Regions from separate parts of the Gadus morhua genome. Here region 1 is linked to region 2. A link is a contact called in public Hi-C data. All regions are on one chromosome and are shown on one strand. Each heading gives the region's core, a stretch centred on a gene start, on an enhancer-like site or on the middle of the called end of the contact. The rest is flanking DNA. Distances are from core to core; before and after follow the strand shown.

Evidence for each region. Hi-C and Micro-C count contacts between places; a contact is called where the count stands out from the background.
Region 1: a contact with region 2 is called in a Hi-C map of heart, with 2.9 times the contacts expected there. The contact joins the promoter of LOC115559928 here to the promoter of hint1 in region 2. A contact is called at or near these places in 2 of 6 Hi-C or Micro-C datasets (gill and heart).

Annotation. Positions count from the first base shown.
Region 1 is chr15:22,727,339-22,733,280 of gadMor3.0, forward strand. It overlaps LOC115559928 (transmembrane protein 26), which reads left to right and starts at 4,051. Exons shown (of 6, transcript XM_030379122.1): 1 at 4,051-4,349. The coding sequence starts at 4,165.
Region 2 is chr15:22,580,721-22,587,105 of gadMor3.0, forward strand. hint1 (histidine triad nucleotide binding protein 1) reads left to right here and starts at 4,800. Exons shown (of 3, transcript XM_030379114.1): 1 at 4,800-4,974; 2 at 5,273-5,377; 3 at 6,167-6,385. The coding sequence starts at 4,864. The coding sequence ends at 6,331. It overlaps LOC115559919 (a long non-coding RNA gene), which reads left to right and starts at 427. Exons shown (of 3, transcript XR_003979645.1): 1 at 427-1,208; 2 at 2,388-2,533; 3 at 2,693-4,157.

The sequences.
Region 1 (5,942 bases), core at 2,801-5,300, 150 kb after region 2:
CCTGTGTGTGGTTGTTAATGTATGCATGCATGCATACATGCATGTAGGTGTGTGGATGTAAAGGTTTAGATTTCTTTCCATGTATAACATTTGTATTATTTAGAAAAAAGGCTTGCATGAGCAATCCTGCTGTTATCTGTATCAATGCACTGAACTGTCTCCCTATTAGGTTTATAAATGGCTGTGCAGAATTGTAGCTTTACTGGGAACGGGAGACAAAGGATATGTTTTCAAATGTGACAACCAGCGAATTGTTCTAGCAGAGCTCTGTATTTTGGTTCAATGGACATGGGGGAAAAAATGCAGTCTAGTGTTAAGAGCTTAGTGGCTGGGCACACATATTAAAAACTCTCTCAGCATTAATAATTCATTTCACTTTATGTGGCAATTTAGGAGTCACTTGAAGTTGCTATGGTGACAAGGGTATTTTGAGACAGCTAATGACCTATGCAAAACCCACTCGCTGTTAGCTTCAGTCAAGCTAAATGAGATTGCTGTCTGTACTGTTTGTGATACATGACTGAGAACATAATGTGCCTATTGCTTTCCCCATTTTTTCCCAACAGGGCAAGTTTAGGTTGTTAATATCAATGTAAAACATCTGTGTGTTGTTCACTGTACTCCTTAAATGTGGACCAAGCAGAAAGTAGTGTGTTAATCTGTTGTTTTGATTGCTATTTCCCAATTGCAGAACAGTTGTCAAGTTATGATAACAAAAGACATTCCAGCTCGCTGTGAGGAAATAGAGCACAGTTTGTTACGGTTTAGAAAGAACCCAATATGTTTTGCACTAAATCCCTTTCAATATCTCTTTATTTTTCAGCTTATGTCAAGAATTCCACACTGGAAGAGCTTTGAAGGCGTTCTGTGCTCTGAGGCGAATCATAATTGTCCAGCGAGGCCTCTTGCAGCTGTTGGGCTGAGACAGAATGAGTCATGTGTTATCCATTTAAGTCCAATTTCTCCCATGCAAATGCCTGACATGTGTGACAGTGCACGGCCCTAAATTTGAAACATATACATTGTTTTGAAACAGAGAGAGAATTGGGGCCAGAACCGTATGATTACTTAGCCACCTGTTTCTTTCATCATATGTGGTATTTAGCCTAAATAAAACGAATATGCTTTAGAACATTTCCACTGATTTCTTTCATGATTTTCATGCAGTGTCATCAACCATCAAATTAAAAAAGAAACCTTGCATAAAACATGCATTTAATGTATAAATATAGATTTGTTAGCCAAAGTCTATGAGTGCTTTTTATCTGAAACAGCAATATGTGACATGATATATTAATGGAGTTCGATTGTGGTGAGATCAACGCATATCAACTAGCCTTGACCGATATTACAATGGTTATAATTAAAATTCTTAACAGGCCATTTCAGACGACGTGTTACACTAGTGTTTTGATTTTCCTTTTCTCGCGAGGCTTTGCTTTAACGGTAATCGTTAAGTGTAGCAATTGTAGCCACAGAACGATATAACAACAATTAAGCCATTCTGTGGCCAATAAGTAGGACTTGGACTGCCATCTGCTGGACTGTTACAGTAACAACATCATGAGTGCTTTCAAGTGACCAATATAAATTCCACCGTAAAAAAAAAATATATATGTATGTGTTGCATTAGTGCGTAACAATAGCGTAATGTCAGAGCCGGACAGTAACGGAGTACATTTACTTGAGTACAGTACTTAAGTACAATTTTGAGGGATCTGTACTTAACTCGAGTATCATTTTTAGGGAGTACTCATGACTTTACTCAAGTCAATTTGAGGCAAATATTGTACTCTTTACTCCGCTACATTTCTAACCATTTCTAACCAACCGTGAGTACCCGTTATCTTCTAAAAAATAAAAGGAGAAAAGAAAAATCTCGGAAACCCTCAATTTGTTGTTTCCCTCTCAAACGTGATTGGATTGCGCAGGCGCCACTGATTAGGACAGCCTTCAGCCTATCAGCAATCACCTTCGCTTTCCGCCAAAGTCAACTCCATGGTCAGATTTAGATGAGACGATTGTTGATTTGATTGATGAAAAAACAGAAACTCACACATACATACAATTGTTAGCTGAATTTTATTTTCTGATATTGCATATTTATGTAAGCTGAGCAATTGTTTTTATGTTCTTGAGTATACTGTTATACTGTATACTATTGTGCTATTGCCTTGTGGGCAAGTGAGAAATGTTAAATAAAGCAACATGGTAAAAAGATGAAAATGACTTGATATTACTTTCAATTCCTTTTACATTCCTCAAGATATTACAATTTTTTATAAATCCATGTAGGACGTTTCTATACATAAATGTAAGCACTGTGGCAGTAATAATGCAATATTTAGAAAATGTACTCTTGCACTCTTGATACTGAAGTACTTTTAAAAACAAGTTATTCAGTACTTTTACTTAAGTAGACATCTGACTGTAGTACTTTTACTTGTACTTTAGTAAAATTTAGCAAGGGGTATCTGTACTTTTACTCAAGTAAGGAAGCTGTGTACTCTGTCCGCCTCTGCGTAATGTATGACTCTGTAGAAAATCTGTGTTATTCAGAAATAATTAGAGAATGGGCAAAGAAGAGCATAGCCTACATTGAGGAAGCATAACAACGTGCGTGTTTACTACTTATTGGCAAATTCCAGTTGTTGGAAGCTATCTATCATTGCAAAATAACAAAACATCAAGGGCCAGTCCTAACATGACCATGACCTACAAAGCTTTGAGCAAGCAAACACAAGTCAGGTTTCTATCCCATGTTTTTCTTGTGAGAGTCATTTTTCGCATTTTAGCATTGTATGGAGGTGGCCATGTAACAAGGAAGTTGATAAAGCAAAGATCTAAAAATAAGAAAATATCATATTGGCTAAAATAAAGCGACCAAAACATACACCTAAATTAAATAACAGTTAGTTTTTCATTCATGCATACATTTTTTGATTGTTTGAATGTCCTATAATTGTGAAACCATATAAGGTAACTTCAGATTGACATATCTGTATTAACAGTTTGACACAAGGCTGATGTCTAGTCAGCGGATCACAACTCGGTTTGCGGAATCACTGTGATTAATGATCCCTGTGAGCTGCTTCTGTGTGACACAAATAGCTGGATGGTAAGTAGAAAATGAAACAAAGACAGGAAGAGTAGGCTACGTCCCCTCTCCAATGTTTCCGGCCCCATATGTCGTTTCCCTCGACATCGCTGGATGGCTTGAATAACAACGCACTGGGAAAAATCCCATGCAGCAACATGAAGCCAAAGACACCCTGTCCACTCCTAAAATGAGATTTTTATGAACTTGCAATCCAGGTGGGAAGCTACTGTTCAAATTGACTTGAGATGCTCATCTGCAGCGTTATGTTGCACCCATACGTATATGAAAACGTTCTCGAAAGGGACAGCTGCTTCAGGTTCCATGGGGTGTACATTATCAAAGTTTTGACACAGTCTGCCCACACAGACAAGGGGGTCAAATCACCTTGGAAACGTCTCTTCTTCTTGAGGAGACAAACCTCACAAACTTTTACAGGTGCACTATTGGTCCACGGTAGCTTCACAGTCAAGGAGCTTCTATCGCAGGGTGGTCAGGTTGGAGAACACATTATTGCCAAATAGCTCCCAGCCCTAAAGGACTACCACACCCTCAGAAAAGGATTGTTAAGGACTCCCACCACCCGTCAAACAAAACGGCATTACCTCTGGCGGCAATACCAGCAGGCCTACACATCGGCAGACGAGCAGACTGAAGTTTCTATCTGTAGAGCCGTCAGGCATCTCAATCTTACATTCACGTGTCACTTTAGAACCGTATTAACCGTAATGCCTCATAATCTGGCAATTTGTACTTTGCACGCAACTGGATCAGCACATAATTGTCTATTTTGTCCAGTTATATTATAACCCTGTAATATACTCATTGCTTTCCAGATTATTTATCTTTATGTATTGATACATAAAAAAGATTCTGCCTTAAATTGGTGGGTACTAACCTTACGTTAAATAAAATAAAATACTTTAATCTGAACTTGAACGGATGATGTTCGTTCTGCTCCATGGGCGGGGCTTAAACTTTGGGGACAATGTTCAAATGTATTAAAGTGCACCAACGAGAACAGAGACCACATTGCTCCGTGCACATGCTATCGTGTTGGATCCGTCATGTGGACGTTTATATCTGCTGTGTTCACCAGAGCGTGTTTTATTCTTGTATCGCTGGTAGGAGTCTGTAGAGTGGCATGGGTCAAGAAAAACCCTTACTACTGGCTTCTGACGCTCCTCTTCCTACCTCAAGTCGCCGAGATGGTGATCACCATGACAAGGAGAAGAGGAAAAGATTATAAATGGTAAGATTTGCAGTTAAATTACCTTTCTCTTTCTCTTTTTTTTTTTTTTTTTTACAAATGTCCTTTGTTGTAGCCGGTCCAACTAGCTGGATGTCGTCGTCGCCCCCAGTCCGTCCGCCCCCCCCCCCCCCCCCCCCCCCCCCTTGCAGGGAGACCCTTATCTTTTCACCAAAGGAGATCAGGCCATCCACAAGTACAATAGAGAGGTTTCCATGGGATTATTTTTCGAATTATCTGATATTTTGTATCATGTGTCAAGTGTCACCTCACTGGGCTCCAGATTTGTTCGCACATGCGACCAAAATATTTAATGGTGCGACTAATATTCTTTATAGGTAGCACTGGTGCAGACGATGCCCGGGTGAAAAAAATAATTTCCTTCCATCTCTCTGTGTTCTCCTGTAACCAAACTCACACTCATGGTTGTGATCGAAACCCGGTTCTATCAAGGACCCGGTTCCACTTTTTTCAAAACCCGAAAATCATTAACGTTTGGGCTTATCGGTACCATCGAGTCCCGTCGTTCATTTATTCATTTTTTTGTCCCGTAGGTCCTAATGTAATGTAATGTTGTGTCCCTCGAGTTGCGTAACGGCATTTAGATCGAATCAATCCAATCACTGCAGCGTGTCCACCAATGTTTTTGAAGGTAATTATAAGCAAACAGGTATTGTAGCCTAAAACAAGTGAAGTCTTGCAGTTAACTTTTCTCGCGAGGATGGCTGAACGTGCGAAAAGGGCGAAAATCATTTATTGTAATGGGGGGGAACACATCTCAATGGCCAAGCACATTCTTCTGTCCTTACTAAAAAGCGGAGTTATTGTAAAGTGCAATTGCAGTAGGTAAAAAAAGTATTCTTAAATCTGTCCTTTCTGTAGCTAAGCTGTCGTAGCCTCCCACTAAAAACACTATTTTGTTTACTCACTAGATTGTGCAAGGGATGCGTGTTATCGTCCATAATACTCAACAATTTCTGTACCATCCTTATCTCCATCACCACCTCCAGGGACAGCAGTCCCCAGCACATAGCCAGCCCTTCTAATCAGCTTGTTAAAGGGAAACTTCACCCATTTCCATTAAGCTTTGTATCGTTAGAAACCCACTCATATTTTCGAATGGTCGTGCATCATTACCTTATTTTCTGGAGAGACTGGAGAGATCCGTATCGATCCCCAACACTTCCTGTTTAAGATGACGCAATATGACGATTTTTGCGTAGAAGTAAATAGGAAGTGTAAGAGGGGAGGTTTCTCGTAAGCAGAGATGGGAGTAAGTCCCATACATGCAAGTCTCAAGTCAGTCGCAAGTCTTAGCCCTCAAGTCTCAAGTAAGTCCAAGTCGTCAGTAAGGAGGATCAAGCAAGTCAAGTCCAAGCACAGCTTTAGTCAAGCAAGTCAAGTCAAGTCTCATCATCAAGTCAAGTCAAGTCAAGTCATTATCAAATTCGTTTTTTTCAAATGTCTGTATTTCATCAAACCTGTTTTTCAGAGTCATTTCTTTTAAATGTAAGAAGATAAGTTACGTAATGAATCAGCACCCCTGATATGTGAAGTCATGATTTAGTGCCTCCTTAAATGTGCTCCCTCGTCCTC
Region 2 (6,385 bases), core at 3,550-6,049:
GAATGTGAAGTTTTGTTTTACGCCAGATGCGTTCAACCTTCCTGCATTCTTTTTTCTGTGCTGTTACAGAAGCAGCTTTTCTCCAGGGTGCCTTTTGCTTTCCAGAAATCGTTTTAACCTTGTAAGGTGCAATGACATCCATGACTTTCAAAATTTTCAAATTAAAGTTTTCTACAAGATCATCAGCAGAACATGGGTTGAGAGGTGGTAGTAAGGAGATGGCCTTTCTAAAAAGTACATACGATTCTTCATTGATATACCGTTTTTTGACAGTATTTGATGTTGTCTGTATGTTGGGAATAAAAAATATATTAAAGAAAACACAAAAGTGGTCAGACAAGGAAGGATCAGTCACAGAGAGATCAGAAACATTGAGGCCCTTTGTGATAACCAGGTCTAGAGTGTGGCCCTTACAATGAGTAGTCTCTTTCACATGTTGGGACAGTTCAAATGTGTCCAAAATGGTAAAAAGTTTTTTTTGAAGAGCTGCATCATTAGAAGAGCTGCATCATCGTCAGATAAGGGTGGTGTGCATGACAATGGATGGTCATGCAACAAATATCAGTATGTGCACCCAACTTGGGTGCGATTTAAAAGCAGACCCCTGTAAGCCCTTGAAGACCCATTTCCCACATCCAGTAACCCATGACAATGTTTTTGTTATGATGGACGCTTGCCACATGCTGAAGCTGACACGCAATATGTTGCAGGTACACGCTCATTATTGCTTATTTTCTCTGACTGTTCTGCTTTTTATACATTTTAATTTTATTTACATAATTCTGCAGAATATGGTGCTTTACAGTTGACGTGTGCAGTGAAAAAGAATCTGATTCTGCAGGCATACAGCCCAATTAGAAGCATAACTGGCAGTATCAATTTGAAGTACATAGTTCAGCTGAACAATGTCCAAAAGAAAAGTGGACTACATGCTGCCCATCGAGTCACAGATAAGCATGTGAATTTTGCTAATCAGAAGATGAAGGCATGTTTGCATGATGATTTATGTATAGAGGGCCGCAATAGAAATGGGCTCTAGTGCTTTATTGTATTTTTTAATGTGCTCTTCATTTCTCCTTATAAACTCAATCAAGGTCTCCCTGGCTGCTCAGACTTTGAGTAACTCTGTGGCAGTGGCGCTCCACACCTTGCAGGACGTGGGCTATGCAGAGTTCAAAGATTGTGAGGCTACTTCTGAATTAATTAAGGTAATGCAGCTAGGATTTGCATCATTGACCAAAAACATTTCCCAACATTCTACTGTTAACTTCTTACCAACATTTGAGTGATTAATTGCTTTAACCCCTTTTAACCCTTTTAACACCCTCCCTCCCTTTGTAGTTGATATGTTGGTCAGCTACCCCAAAACTGAACATTTTGGCATCAGGAACGATTCAATAAATATGACCCTCCTCAAATTCAACACTATGCAAGAACTTGGTTAAAACTGTGAATACCTACCTCATACTTTCCTCAAAAACACCCTTATTGTTCCATCTCCGATTTACAGGTTTAAAGCAATGCAGCAATATACATTTTAAAAGCATAGCCACAGAGAAAATGGAGAGAAATCAAACCATGCCTCATACTTGGGTGTTTACTATCTGATACCTGTTGACACTAAGTTATAGTGATGATTTCAGTGCTTTGAGTTAATTTAGATATTTGTTTAAAGATAACAGACAAGCAGTTTGACATCTTGAACAGTCGCAATCCCAGAGCCAAAGGGTTCAAAGCCCCCCTTGGTTCCAGGAATTGGACAAGCACCAGGGAGTTCTTGATTAACGCCAGGGGGTACTTGCTCACTTTGAAGATGGAGGATGGCAAACCCCTTTACCGAACAAAGAGCTCTTTTAAAATAGCGACAATTAGTGATGCACTTGCAACATTTGTAGTCGCCAATATCCAGTACAAATTCTTAATTCTAATTAAATTATTGTGTGCTCAATTAGAAAAATAAGGGTTTATTTTATTATTCGAGATGTATACAAGTAGTCAATTTACAAATCATTAAATTATCTAAGGTTAACCTCTACCGGTTTCAGTGCCTCAAGTCCATGATATAAATTCAACAGATGCTCTGTTCTCTTGTTTATCTACAGTCCTCTGTGTCTTCTGCATCGAGTTCAGATGCTCTGTCCTCCTGTCTGCATCAAGTTCATAAGATGCTCTGTCCTGTAAGATGTTCTGTCCTGTCTCCATCGAGTTCATGAGATGCTCTTTTCTGTTTATGTATTGCATGGTCTGCATGTTATGTTGTGAATTGATTCAAGAAGGTTTTAGTGTCCTAAAAGTAATTTTAAGGATCCTAAACCTTACACAGATTATACTTTAAGGTCAGGGATGCAAACTAGTCAGCTTTAACACCCCTTTATTTGCTTTTGAAGGTTCCTCTCTGTCATGGGCTTCGTCATAAACATTGACACGTTGATGTCGATGGTTCCTGTGCTGCTCGAAGGACAGCGATATGTCCTGACCTACAGATTCAGCCAGGACCATTTGGAACTTCTCTTTAACTCCATCAGAGCATCCGGTAGGTTTCAAAATTTATTTTTTACGAGCCTCAACACTAAGTGACAAAGTTTCAGCAAATGCTTGGATTGTTTTCAGTTTTTCGGTCTATATGTTTTAAAGCATAAAGCATATATTGAATATCTGTGTAATATACTCGTATATCTTGTGTTTTTTTAAGGTGGCGCTGGAATAACAACCCAGTTCAAATAGATCTTCAGAAAGCTGATGGCCCAGTGTGGAGTTGTTAAACCATGCAGAGGCAATGGGACTGCACAGGATGAGACAGAGTCCCTATCAGCGGTCATCGACAACAAGCCTGTCAGCTGTAGATATGTCCTCTCTAGCAGGAGGAGAAGATCTTCCATCCCCATTTGCTGACATTCCTGCCCTAGTACATGACCACCACAGCAACCTTCCCGTCTGCTATGATGGTCTTGTGGACAATGCTCTCGTGTACATTTCAGGTGAAGGCTGACTGAAAGTCGATTTTGCCTATAACCGATAGTGCCAATAGTCAACTCTGTGAGAGAACACTCTTGACAGTCCAAAAAAAGAAATGTTTCCTTAATTTCCCCACGCATATTATTGTAAGTTATGATATTATACTAACCCAAATTTCAGGATTTGTTGTGAGACGGGCTCTGAAGAAGCTGTCCTGTGATGTCTGCCGTGCCAGCCTGGTGACAGACGCTGCATCTGCCATCAAGGACCAGAGCTACCACCTGCTGTGTCTAAGAAACAATGGAGGCCTGGTGATTCCATCAGAGTGCACAGTGAGGGTCGTCAGGGCAGCAGGGTGGGTCATTCGCCAGGCATCAGCTAGTTTCAGACGATCACAGCCCTTCAAACTGCTAGAGGTCTTGTACATTGTACGGAAGAGGATCGGGTCAGAGGATGTGTTTGTGCTCAGGGAGCACATCGGCGACACGCAGTGTGGCATAGACAGCCATCACCATACGTTGCTAACACTAGTTGTCTCTTTGTTTTTTAAGTTAAGGCTACACCACATCGCTAAAATGACTACACTAAGCTTACAGAGCAACAACATTCGACAGAAGCTCAATAAAACAGTCCTTTTCAAAGGGCATTAGCCCAATGTTACGCCCCTGGTGGGTCTCTCTGTGGGCCCGCCCATTTTTGCTGCCTCTCTCTCTCTCCACATTTAGTTCTCTGCAAACCTATGGTGACATCATGCCTTCAATGTGTCTTAAACAGCCACAAAAGTTGCACATATTATAATCATATTTCATCGTATCTGTCTAAATGCATACTTGACTGTAGATAGATTTGAGTGAAGTTACCAACACAATAGATTGCTGAGTTTTAGTAGCCCAAATATTGATTTAACATAAATAACATGAATACGTTGTGCATGTGTGTATTTACTTCACCTTTCTGTTCTGTTTAATGTTCATTTCATATGAAAACACATGGTTATAATTACATACATCTTTGTACAGGGTGGGGATTTCAACGTGCAGCCTTTCTTGATGTATATTTGTAAAGGGAAATATTGTACCTATTTTAGAACATTATTCTATTTTTCTTAGAACCTAACAACTATTCATAAGTATATACTGTCATACCTACAACTCTGACGTTTATAAGAAAACCAACCGGTTTGAAAATCGGTTGAAAATTGAGCATGTTATGGTTATTTTAAAAGTACATTAATCAATACCAGCACAATGTTATTGGTGAGCAGCTTACTGTGGTAAGATGGCCGCCAGTGGTGACGTTCGACTCCATTGGCCAGCACCGCGGACGAGGCATCTAGTTATATATCTATGGCTGCAACGCTTAAAAAATATGATATTTGGAACGCAGCCCCATTTTTCCTGCAGTACTACGTAGGCCTACTACAAGCACTTTTTCTTTTTACTTGTAGTACATACTGTAGTATACATACAATTGGGACACACTACAGGTGACTTCGCTGATTTCAACATCCTGGTAGTTTTGGCGAACTGCATTCTCCTATGTCATACTCAATATTTTTCTGCCATACTGAATAGTATGATAGTATTGGTTATTGGAACGCAGCCGGGCATGTTGACTTATTTAGCTCACTTCCGTGTTGGAAAGCGAAACCAGAGCCAGCAGCCAATCACTGAACACGCTTCCAAATGCTCGGGCATGAATCTACCAATAGCAGTCGGTATGCACGTTACAGCTCCCAAGACCCTAAGTAGTGTTGCCAGTTTGGGCCTGATTTCCCACCCAATCTGGCAACGCCTGCAGCAGAGCACTGCAGCCAGTGTTGCCACATTGGGCGGGAAATCTGGCCCGCCCAATCTGGCAACTCTGATCATAAGGGGGCAGTAGTGCTGCGCTCTCGTCTCGACCACCATGGCGGACGAAATAGTGAAGTCGCAGGCTGCCCTGCCAGGTGGAGATACGATCTTTGGAAAGATAATCCGCAAGGAGATTCCTGCAACTCTTATATATGAAGATGAACAGGCAAGTGTTATTGTTGCAACGTAACGGTAGGCCAGCTCTGCATACATAGTAGCCTTTATCTTTGCACCTGAGGTGTTATTAAGTGTCTGTAGAATACCAAATGACCTATTCCATAATGTATTGCATTGCATCATACTCCAATTTCTCATCTAATGTAAGTCTCCAAAATGTTTATTTGACCACGAATTTACAGTATAACGTCAGCCTATCTCCGCAATGACTGTCAGTAGTAATGTGAACCTGTCTTTTACTTAACATTACTTGGCCTTGTCTGATGTCTCTACTGCTTGTTTTTCAGTGCATAGCCTTCCCAGACATCGCTGCTCAGGCACCTACTCACTTTCTGGTGGTCCCGAAGAAGCCCATAACTCAGCTGTCCCAAGCTGAGGATGGCGATGCTGCAGTAAGTACCACTCATCCAAATGGACTAATGTTCTTGTATTTATATGCTTGATAAGGTCATGCTTTGCTGAAATAACTATGGTAATAGAATATTTAAATCCTGTATGAACAGGGCTTTTCAGACTGGGAGTGAGATTTCATTGAGAGTTGGTCACCAACTGTGTGCGGGCACCATTTTGGGGCCCGCACACAGCAGACTTCTGTTTATTCATGACTATACTTCAAGTAAAGAAGCAGGACTATTGCAGCCATTTCCCAGCTTCTCATCTTTACCCCAACAATTGAAAAAGTAGTTTTTTGGCAACCAGAGGGATTAGGTCAATGATCACCATTGACCACCAGGTCTGGGACTTATTGATCCAGACATCACCTAAACAGGCTTAGGTCCTGCAGTTATTAGGCAATATGTGGTTTATATAGTTCATATTTAGCTAGAATCTCAATATATGACATTCAAAATCTATGTTACCGATTAAAGTTGTCTGGGTCTGGCTGTATGTATGTATTCAAAGCAGTCTCCAAGTAGTAAGTAGAGATCGGAGGAGTGGCCTGAGAGGGTGTGATGAGGGTCATCAGGCTTTATGCTGAGAGTTGGCGTCTCTGTTGAAGGACTGCAGTATTGATGTGGTCCCTGTTTCAGTTCCATCTACAGCCAATAGATGGAGCTCTTTCAATTAAATGGCATTCTTTCATTTTGACTGTAGGAGCTACTATGCTGCTCGGAAATGTTTATTAGTTCCGTTTGGTGTGACGCCTACATTGAAGCTTGATACCCTGTGTGTCTCCACAGTTGCTGGGCCACTTGATGCTTGTGGCGAAGAAGTGCGCGGCCCAGCTGGGGCTGGCTAAAGGCTTCAGGGTGGTGCTGAACGACGGGCCCGATGGCGCCCAGTCGGTCTACCACATTCACCTTCATGTCATGGGTGGGCGCCAGATGTCCTGGCCCCCCGGCTAACTGCCCAGTCTCCCACTCCCAGAGCCATCACCGCGGCACCCCTCTCAAAGAGTC